Linked DNA regions of Sus scrofa: region 1 is linked to region 2. A link is a contact called in public promoter capture Hi-C data. All regions are on one chromosome and are shown on one strand. Each heading gives the region's core, a stretch centred on a gene start, on an enhancer-like site or on the middle of the called end of the contact. The rest is flanking DNA. Distances are from core to core; before and after follow the strand shown. Region 1 holds the start of MPDZ (multiple PDZ domain protein). Region 2 holds the start of NFIB (nuclear factor 1 B-type).

Region 1 (5,387 bases), core at 260-2,759, 1.0 Mb after region 2:
AGCAACAAGGAACAGGAGGAGTGAAACATATCCACTGAATTCAGGTAGTGGGTAGTCACTGGTGACCCCTAGCAAGAGCCATTCAGTTCAGTGGTGTGATGGGGGCAGGCAGCCAGGTGCAGTTGGTTGATTTCAAGACACTTAACTGTGAAGAAGGGAGAAAGTGGGTATATGGGCGAAGATGGGCTGGAGAGGTATTTCCTTTCTTCCTCTCTTCCATCTTTCTCTTCTCTCCTCTTTCTTTCTCCTTTTCTCTCTCTTTTTCAAGATGGAGAGTCTTGAGGGTGCTGATTGAAAGGGTACACAAGATTGAGATTGTGTCGAAGAGACAAATGAAAAGATAAGGTGGAATGAGTTTTCCTTTATCCTATCTTAACTTTCATCTTCAGAAGACCCAGAGGAAATGAAAAGCCATAGACTCGTGAAGAAATCTAGTCAAGTGTTTTTATTTCTTCGGTGGGAAAAATCACACTATTTACAAAAGCACAAGAGTCCTTGGGCTAAGGACACTCTCTCCATCCAGGACACTGAGCTCACTTTACTTAACTTCTGGTCATTTGCAGGCAAATGTTCTGTTTCACAGATTTCTGAAAATATCTGTTTAAAAACTCAAACCAGTTTCCCTCTGAAGCCTTGTATATTTTATTAGCCATGCTCCTCCTTAAACATTTGGTGAATGCCGTAGAAATACAATTGCGTTTCTAAGACAAAACAAAAAATTACAGGTCTGCCAAAGGAAAAAAAAATTCAGGATATTAAGATAAATTCTTGAAATATTTTAAGTTGGGATTCTGAGTATTCTTATTGTATACTTTAATATTAGACTTGACAAAGGGAGCAATTTTCTTCCACAGAGAAGATTCCTGGGACTCAGGAATTGAAGCTATCAGAAAGACAATCTTAAATGGCACAAAATAGAAATGAATATGTTTCTCCTGGCACCATGCAGTTCTGAATCCTTCTTTCACTTTCTTTTTGTCGTTTAGTTAGATCATCTCTCTAAGAATGCATATTGATGCGCTACAAGTGAACTTTTCAGAAAGTGAGAACAGCTGCACCACCTATGCATTTTATAAAGGTGTTTCTCATCACCATCACAGGCTATTTTAATAAGCTACCAGAGAGCAGTCCGCACAAAAAATAAGTTCCGAGAACTAAAAATAGAGGCTACCAGTTCTCACAAGCTGCCAGAGTTTGCAAATGAAAATACAGGCTGCCCACTGCCCAGTTAAACCCGAATTTCAGATAAACAACGAATAAATTTTTAGTGTAAGTCTATCCCCAACATGGCACGGGGCAGGCTTGTCCAAATTAATGCTTATTTGACAGTGACTTTAACGGGGCTTTTTTCCAGCAACCACACGGGGTACACTTCCCACGTCCGCAGCGGAGAGCCCACGGAGCTAGTTTAAACCCCAAGGCCGGCTGGCTGGGCCGCGCCCCCTGATTGGCCGAGGCGCGCCCGCGCCCCGCCGGCCGCAGGCGTCACGCAGCCCGGCAGCCCGGGAACCCGCCGCGCCGCCTCCGCCGCAGCCGGGGTCGGCGCAAGTGCGGCGCGCGCAGGGGGAGGGGGCGCGGCGGAGCGCGAGGCTGGTGTCGGGCAGCTGGCTTCAGAGCGGGATTAAGTTTCTCGGTTGTGCGGGAGCGTCTGTGCGTGTTTATCCCGAAGCTCCTGGCCGGGCCGTTACTTCAGGACAGAAGAGAGCGAGCGTGGGCGAGGCTAGGCTCTCCGAGTCCTCGGCGACCCCGGCTCCCCAGCCTTCTGCCCCTTTCGAGTTCCCGCCGGGGGCGGCCGCCGCGAGCCGGGTAAGCGGCGCCAGGGCCTGAGACCGGGCCCGGAGGCCGAAGCGCGCCCCCGCGCCCCGCGCGCGCGCCGGCCAGGAAGGTGCGCGGGCTTCAGGGGTTCGGCGCGGGGGTGGGGCGTGGGGGTGGGGGTGGGGTGTGGGCCCCGCGAACAGGGTTCTTGTCCCACCCCGCAGGGCCCACCGCTACTGGGAAGCCGCAGCTCCTCTGGGTCTTGAAAAGGATGGAGTCTGGAAGTTTCCTTTGCGACTCGCCGGGTCTTAGATTGTCTTGGTCCTTTCTGTCACCCCTCCCCCCTTCTTTTGCTCTTGTCGACTCTAAAAGGTTGAAAAGTTTAGTCTTTTCCTTCGCCTGGAGGGACATAGAAAGGGTGCCAAGGGGGGGGGACTCCGGGCCTGGTCCGCGGGCCTGGCGCTCCAGAGCGCGGGCGCCTGTTGCTCTCCGCTGGGGTGGCCGCGCCCGGGGCAGATTCCCGGTCCGTCGTTTCGCGGCGCTCAGCAGTGTGGGGTGGCCAAGGGGTGGGTAGACGCGCCCCCAAACTGGCGTCTCTCGCCTCGGCAGAGGGGTACTCAGAACTCAGCTTACTGGTACCCGCCCCCCACCCTCCATTCCTGGCGCCAGTGCACTTTCATCCTCTGTCTGGGTAGATGGGAGCATTTTCCTCTCGCTTCCCCCTTTATTCTCTGCCCCCCCCCTTACCCCCACCCCGAGCTCGCCGAAGGGGTGCCTTTGTTTGCGATTAGCCCCGGGATGCCGAATGTTTTTGGGAAGCGCTGTTCCAAAGACATGTGCTTGCGTGTACGTCTGTGTTTCAGCCTTGGTGATGGTGTACATTTTTGCTTGCATTCTTTGCAGAGGCACAAAGCCTGGGCTATTCTTTCCTGCACATCTCGTGGAAATTCAAGCTGGGACTGCTGAATAGAGAAGGAGGGGCTGAGCGAGGGCGGGAGGTGGCCGCTGCCTCGCAATGACGGGGGCGAACGGCCCCATCCATCTCCAGGGGTTGGGTTGCTGAGGTTAATCTGCTGGGGCAGAACCCGGGTATGGGCGCGGTGTGCCTTGGAGTGGATATGTTGGCGGCTAGTGTTTCGTAGATATCCTTAGATAAGAGGACCTTGACTTCACCAGCCTACAAAGAGACCTCTTTATGTCATTTTCATGTGGAGAGCGGAATACTCTGAAAAGCCGCTAGACTTTGTCATCCAGCTTGGTCAACAGCTGTGGTGTAAATATCCCTTTTGTGTTTCTATAGACATTTCTCTTTTGGGTCACCCTTTGCAGAATAAACAACACCCAGTCTAAAAAATTTACAAGGTGATGGTGTTTCAGGTTTATTTGTTGAATTTAGGTATAGGTGGCTACAATGAACTTTTTGTAAGAGTGGCATCATTGAAATTTGTATAACATATATCCTTTGGTCTGTTGTTGAATTTAGGTACACAATTGCATTTAAGAACCCAGCAAAACTTGAAGTTCCTTGGCGTGAATCCTAATACAATGCAAAGCTCCAGATGGATGCACCTGTGCGCTTGCCTGAGGGAAGGGCTGAGAGAGTTTAGAGGATGATGGGGATAATCTTGTCTGAGATGCCCAGATTTCCCCCCTCGCTAATGGGGTAGTTTACAAATGGTATGATTTATCTAGACTGGGCTGTATTCCACTCCCCCCTTCCCCCCCCCCCCCCCGTGGAGTTCACAGTAGGGTTTTTAAAAGCTGAGGTCTGTAAACTTGTGGGCCATAGGCCAAGTCTGTCTGCTGCAGCTTGTTTTTTCCCGATAAGGTTTAACAGCCAGGGAGGTTCTGTACATTTTTGAATGGTTCAAAAACAAAATCAAAAGACTACTATTTCATGACCTGTGAAAATTACATGAAAATCATATTTCATTACCCGTAAATCAAGTTTTATTGGAACACAGCCACATTCATTCATCTTGTCTGTGACTCATTCTTAAGTTTTTGTAGCTGCTTTCACAGCAGCAGTGGCAGAGTTGAGTCGTTGCATAGTTGAAATAGAGATGGTTAGCTTTCAAAGTCTGAAAATTTTGCTATCTTACTCTACAGAAAAAATTTGCTAGTCAAGAACAGACTTCAAAAGTACTGGTTACACACACCCTCTTGTAATGGGTGTATTGTTAAACTGCATTGCCTTTTAGGTCCTGTTTCTGGTGTCCTATGAACTGGAAGACTATTCCCCAGTAGGCAGACAAATTAAGTGAATGTATTGGATTCTCTTATTTCCATGTTTCATTCTCAGAAAGTTTTCTTAACCTTTTGGTATCTTTCATTTTTGTTTTTATTTTTAAAATTTTTATGGCTACACTTCCAGCATGTGGAAGTCCTTGTGCCAGGGATTGAATTTGAGCTGCAGCCGCAACGTACACCACAGCTGTGATAGCTTTTATTTTTAGTATCTCTGATAAAATGGGGTTTCTGATTAGCAGAAATGATGTATTTAGTTATTTTAAGCTTAAAGTAGATAGCCATATCTCAGGGTGCTCTGTAGAGTTCTGGTGACTTCTAGATGCTCTGTTACCTGAGCAGCTTTGGGGATTATAGTTTTGCTTATTTATATTTAGGTAGAGAGAGGTGGGGATTAGGGGATGTCATAGGTTCCTTTCCAATGAAAATAATCAATAAACAAGAGTTTGGGAGTTCCCGTCATGGCCTATTGGCTAACGAACTGGACTAGTATCCACTAGGATACAGGTTTGATCCCTGGCCTTGCTCAGTGGGTTAAGTATCCAGCATTGCCGTGAGCTGTGGTGTGGTTCACAGACACAGCTCAGATCTGGCGTTCCTGTGGCTGTGGTGAAGGCTGGCAACTACAGCTCTGATCTGACCCCTGGCCTGGGAACCTCTATATGCCCTGGGTGTGGCCCTAAAAAGACAAAAGACAAAAATAAAATAAAAAAATAAGAGTTTATTTTTTTATTTGAGCCAAACTAAAGATTAGCTTGGAAAATAAAATAAAAAAAATAAACAAGAGTTTGTTTTTTATTTGAGTCCACTTCCCAGATTATCTGAGAAACTGCTCTGGAGAAGGTTACATTTCTTTCACATTAAATAAATAAATAAATAAATAAATAAATAAAGAAAAGAACATACACAGTGAGGCAATATGGCCTTGGCACCTGGGAAGAGAGTCTTACCTTTAAAGGAGGACTAGCATTGGCTTCCCATGAAGAGGGGCATTTAATCTTTATCTTTAATGTGGACATTCCAGTGTGCCCTTTTCTTTAATAGTTAAAGCGGATGTACAGTGTATGTTTGATAGGAGACAAATAGACTATTTTAGTTAGCATAAAATTCAGCTTAACTCCTTATAAGCCAGAATGACTCCCCCATATCTCAATATGTAAAAATTTCTTTAATCACTTTCCATAGGCAAGTTGTCACTTAGGCAAAGGTAATTTGGTGGGCCTCTTGACTCTTTACCACTTCTCATTCCTGCCTCATTTGTGAAAACCAAAAAAAAAAAATCAATCAGGAGTTCCCGTGGCGCAGTGGTTAACGAATCCGACTAGGAACCATGAGGTTGCAGGTTCGGTCCCTGCCCTTGCTCAGTGGGTTAACGATCCGGCGTT
Region 2 (5,441 bases), core at 1,425-3,924:
GACGTCACTTCTCTGGGGTCTTACCTGGGTCTGTTGCTGCTTCTTCACCCCTGGCGCTGCTGCATTTTTGTGGGTTCTTCAGCGTAAGAGTTGACAATTTCTCATTTTTCTTTAAGCTTGTGAGAAACTTTTGGATGCAACCTAGTTTTGGTGGCAAAAGGAAGCGGTTTTCTGTTGGTAAGGGAAACTTGTTAGGGAGGAGGGAAAGCGCTTTCTGCAGACACTTGCCTAGGGCTCAGCACTGGGCCTCTCTTGCCAGGGGACAGCGGCTGGTTCTGGGATCTCTGGCTGAACTGAGCACTCTCAGGGTGCCAGGATTTCACTGGGGGTGTTGTGGTGAGGAGGGAGGGAAGAAGGGAGGGAGGGAGAGAAAGAGAGAGATGGGCTCTTGATTTTTAAAGAGACCCCGAAATAATGGCTTCTGTAAGAGTCCAGGCATTCAAAGAGGTGTGTTCAAGGACAGGAGTACATTCGTGCCAAGGGGAATGTCTTTTATGGTAAATTAACTCCGATTAAATTGAATATTTGTTCAAAGAGAAACTCCAGTAGTTAAAGCTGGTATGATCAGTAGCGCTTCCCCGCCCCCTTCCCCTCAGACTCCGGTCAGAGGGTGAGAAAAGGGATGCAGTATATTGTGAAATACAAAGTGATGCTTAGTGGACTTTTTTTTTTTTTTTTAAATCTAGGATAACGCCTAAAAATTTCTGAGAGTAATGAGTATTTGGATTAACCCAGACTGTCACCTAATTTCTTTCCTCTATAAAGACTGTCAACTTTATCCTGGCTTTTCAAAAAGAAGAAATGACCCACACAAAAGAAATTAACATTGTCAGAGCTCTGATTAGAAGATTTGCCTCTAGAGGAACAGGGCGGCCGCTTCCAGCGGTGTGTACCCTACAGGGTTAACTCCGGGGGAGTTCTCTAAATTTCCCCGACTTTACCTGTCTTCCCAGATTCAATGCCCGCCCCCCGCTCCCCGGCCTCCTCAACTCCCCCTCCTTCCCCAGCGCCTTTTTTCTTAGGGCTCTTGGTTTACGGGGGCTGCAGCTGGTAGACTTGGCAGGCTTGCCTCATTAAGAGCGCTCTTTGAAAACGGACTGTGTTTGAGCATTTCCCTAATGAGGACAGGACGGGGTTAAAAAGTGACCATTTCATGGTTGACTTGAACCTGCCTACTTTTCTTGATGTGTCGTTGTGAAATGCTTGATGTGGATAACTCCCACTTGGTGATGGAAAAAGTCACTGGTTCCTTCAGGTCGGCTGTGGGGGTGGGGAGTGAAGGGGAGGAGGCGGTGGGCAGGAACCGGAGAGACTGAGAGAGGAGAAAGTTGAGGGAAAAAAAATCGAGGTAAGGGAAGCGGGGAAAAGAGGAAAGAAGAATCAGAGGAGAGCCTCGAAACAGCCCCAGAACACAGCCGGAGGCGGGGGAGGCCCCGCCCCGGGGCTAGGTTGTCAGGTCCCATTCGCAGCCCCGGGCTAGGTAGACACGGAGCCCCTGGCACTCACTTTTCCTCTACCCATTGTCTGCCCAGCCTTTGCATCCACCTCTTCCCCACCCACCCCGAGCCGAAAACCGGAATGTGGGGGGTGGGGTGTGTATGTGAGTGAGCGAGTGAGTGTGTGTGTGTGTGCGCGCGTATGTATGCGCGCGCGCAGAAAGAGTGCAAGACAAACCGCCGGCCTCCAAACCTCCGAAATCAAGTTCATTCACACGGGGCCCGCCGCTCTGAGCGGGGTGGGGGCAGGGCCCCGCGCGGGAGCAAGGCGGGCACTGCCGCCTCTGCAGGGCTTGTAGCGGCACACGCACCCGGCTCGCGCGCGTGCGCGCGCCCGGCCGCCCCGCAGCCCCGGGTGCGCCGCGGCCCCGCCCTGCCTGCACCCTAGCTGGGCGGGAGCCGCTTTCCGCCGGCGCCCCGGGCCGCGGGGAGGTGGGGATTGGGAGAGAGCCAAAGGGGCTGCAGGAGGAGTGCTGAGCGGGTTGCAGGAGGAGGAGGAGGCGGGAGCTGGAGGCAGCGGTGGCGGCAGTTCGGACCAGTCCTCCCGCTCCGAGCGAGGCCACGTGCACCAGGCACCCCCCCAGGGAGGGCGGCAAACCACGGCGAGGCGCGCTGCTTCTGCGGAGCTGCTCGGGGGCGCGGGCCTGCGCTGGGGAGACCCCCGAGGGCCCCGCCCCCAACCATGCCGGCGCGCCCCAACTACTTGAGCCCAAGTTCACTCAGGCCCCCGCCTCCCCGACCTCCCCCTCCTCCCTTTAGCCAGCGGGCTTGGCATACCGCGCCCGCCCGGGGTGCGAGAGTCGGCGCCCCAGCCCGGGCCCCGGGGCGGCCAGGGTGTGAGGGAATTTTCCATTCGTTCCTTTCTCGGGCCCAGTCCGGCTCAGTGTTTCTTCCACTTGGAGGTTCCCGCGGCTTAAAGAGTGCGCAGCGAGCACCGAAATAGCTCTTCCAGGGCGGGTTTTCGGGGGTGTGTACGTATGGTGGTGGTGGGGTGCGGGACTTATTCGTCCAAAGGGCGAAAGAAAATCTATTAAAAGAGAAAAAAAAAAGTGGTTCTGTTGAACTGGAATGAGACCTTAAACGAGAGAGGGGGGGGGAGGGAGAGAGAGAGAGAGAGAGAGAGAGAGAGAGAGAGAGAGAGAAGCTAGTGGAGGAGGAGGAGGAAGGTGGGGGGCGGGGGGTGTGGAGAGGCTGGTGCAAAAGGAATGCGCGTTTGCAGGAGGAGGAGTAAAGCGATGATTGTGTAATTAAATAATAAAACAATCCTTAAGTCTGATTTGGAGAGAGCTCGAGCGGGGTCCAGAGGGTGGAACCGGTGAATTTTTCAACTTCCAAGTTTTGCAACGAAAGAAAGCGAGAGAGGGAGGGGAAAAAAGAGCCCAGAGCAGAAAAGAGAGGAGTTTGCAGCCGAACGGGAGAGCGGGATTTATCGTTTGGGATTTTTCAGGAGCGCGTTCCGATCCCCCTGGGCTCTGGGCAGCGGCAGCAGCAGCAGCCTCCTCGCTCAGCCGGGTCAGACGCGGGGCGAGGCGGGCGGGCCGGCGGGCGGGCGTGGAGGAGCCTGCGCGGGCGGCTGCAGCCGGGGACCGCGCGCCGCGAGCTTCTTCCGCTCGGGAGACCTGCGCTCGCGCCCCCTCCCTCACCCCGGCCTCTCCAGGCTCCCCCACCCCACCCCGCCCCCACCCAGGCCCTCTCCCGCGCGCGCCCCGCCACCCGCGCGCACTCGCTCACGCTCCCCCTCGCGCACACACATGGTCGGCTCGCGGCAAAGTTTCGCCTGCGATCACCACTCCGGGATCCTGCCGCAGTGCTCCGGGCTGTAACCTTGAACTTTCCCAGCGCGGTGACACATTCTCCTCGCTCTCCCTCCCGCCCTCTCTCCTGCGCCCCCCTCCCCGCCTTTTTTAAAAAAGCATTTCACCACCACCTACTACCCCAATCCAACCCACACCGAACCTTCGTGCACCCCCTAGCCCCCAACAACAACAACAACTGCAAAACAGAAAACAAATCCCCAAACCCGGGCGAAAAGCAGCCAACACCGGCGGCGGCGGCGGCGGCGGCCTCGGCGAGCACGGCCAGCGCGCTCGGACTGCAGGAGGGTTAAAAGTGTAGATTGGATTTCAACCCGGGAAATCTAGCACGCCGAGTGAACTTGAATCTTTGGCTATTTAAGGAGGACTGGGTTTGTTGTGAAGTTGCGGTGATCCAGCGCAGAGCCCGGTCCTGATTGATCGCATCGCGAGGCTCAGATGACTGTAAAATGAATAGATGAAATTCTTGCTTTTTGAAGATTTTCTTGGGCATCTCCGGGAAAGTGCGTTTTAAGGCGAAGTCATGATGTATTCTCCCATCTGTCTCACTCAGGTACATGTCTCGGTCGCTCTCTCGAGCTTTCTCTCTAGCCCGAAATGCCTTTGTTTTGTTTTGTTGCTATCGTCTGCGGACAATTAATGGCTCTAGTTGATCTCCGCACACCCCGGTCCCCCGCAGAAGAAACAGCCGGGAGTTGCGGTGGGGTTTGCAGGGCGGCGTGGGACTCAGCGCACGGTCCCTCGCCCACGGTCACCGCGCGTGCCCATCCCGGCGCCCTGGGCACTGAGAGCAGACGACTGCGAGCTGCCAGGGCGGTTGGGCCGGGTGAGGCCGCCGGGGGTGGGCAGGGCCCAGGCCGGCGAGCGCTCGCCCCCTGCGGCCCCCCGAGTGCCTGCTGCGCCCCTGCCCAGGGTGCCCGATGCCCTTCTCGGTCACTTGCGCGCCGAGACGGACTCTGGCTTTAGAGGAACTTTAGAGGGACACTGAGCTCTCAAAAACAACTGGTGAACTTGGGCGAGGGGACCAGCACTAGTTGTTGTGGGCGCCTCTGGACTCCCGCTGAAGGCAGTGGGCATTCGACGAAGAGAGTCCGAGGTCGTGGTCCTGCGACCCACTCCTTTGCTTAATTTGGGGATCTGAAACTCTGGTGCATCGCGATCCGCATTTTGAGGTTTCTAGGGACCACACCATCAGGGCGATCTTTACGTTGACTCGAGTTGGTTGTGGTGAAAGTTAAGGACTTTTAAGAAATGCTCATTTTGTGCAGACCTGTTCATTTAACGATATTTGGGAGTAGATCGTAAGGTAGAAGTAATGCTGGAAAAATAAGATCCTTTAAAATTTTTTTCACTTTGAAATTTGTCCTTAGATTTTAGGAACTGTGTTATGAAATAAAATACTGGCTTTAGACTTTTATAAGAACACAGTTTATACAATTTTAAACCAGTTGGTCAAACGGAGAAGTGGCGACACCTAATAGTCTTACCTGGGGGCAGCTTCCATCGTTACCCAGCTAACTAACCAACTGATGAACTGACTAAATATCTTAGCCCAGACTTGTTATTTGAAGCAGTATTTTAAACCTCTAAAGGTGGGGGACAGTTGATTTCAGCTTTTAGGGAAATTTGTCACGATTAGTAATTGATAACCATTTCCTTTGACATTGGCTTCAAAACTAAACAGTTAAAGAAGTGCTGCCTAGTCTTAGGTGTGTTACAATTTTTAAAAAATCCAGTATCATGCTGATGCACTTTTATAAAGGACAAATGATTAAGATTTCAATTGTATGACAATTAGAAGCCATTGTGATTCAAAAGGATTGAGGCATTCATAAATTGTGAATGAAGATGAAAACAATGATAAGGCTTATTCAGTGATTGGATACAGTCCTGTAGCTTTTTGGCTGACACATTTTTTATTGTTTATATTTTGTTTGGCATCTGAGTATGATTAACTTAGATATGGCTATTTTCCGTAAGTAAACGTGCACTTTAATTTAACAAAACTGGAAAAATGAGTTGCTGAGCTATTTGTATTTTTAACGCTGTGAATAATGGCCAATAAATATGATGAAAGTGTTTCAGGTATAACGAATTGTCTTCAGTTGCAAAAGTTACCTTTCATATTACC

Evidence for each region. Promoter capture Hi-C pulls out the DNA fragments that hold promoters and counts their contacts.
Region 1: a contact with region 2 is called in a promoter capture Hi-C map of fetal skeletal muscle, with 8 times the contacts expected there. The contact joins the promoter of MPDZ here to the promoter of NFIB in region 2. A contact is called at or near these places in 2 of 5 promoter capture datasets (fetal skeletal muscle and liver) and 1 of 2 datasets of contacts at active chromatin or transcription factors (skeletal muscle).

The regions. Positions count from the first base shown.
Region 1 is chr1:209,179,961-209,185,347 of Sscrofa11.1, forward strand. It overlaps MPDZ (multiple PDZ domain protein), which reads left to right and starts at 1,510. Exons shown (of 49, transcript XM_021063703.1): 1 at 1,510-1,806.
Region 2 is chr1:208,179,723-208,185,163 of Sscrofa11.1, forward strand. NFIB (nuclear factor 1 B-type) reads left to right here and starts at 2,675. Exons shown (of 12, transcript XM_021063648.1): 1 at 2,675-3,863. The coding sequence starts at 3,834. LOC100514506 (a long non-coding RNA gene) reads right to left here and starts at 1,807. Exons shown (of 4, transcript XR_002335940.1): 1 at 25-1,807.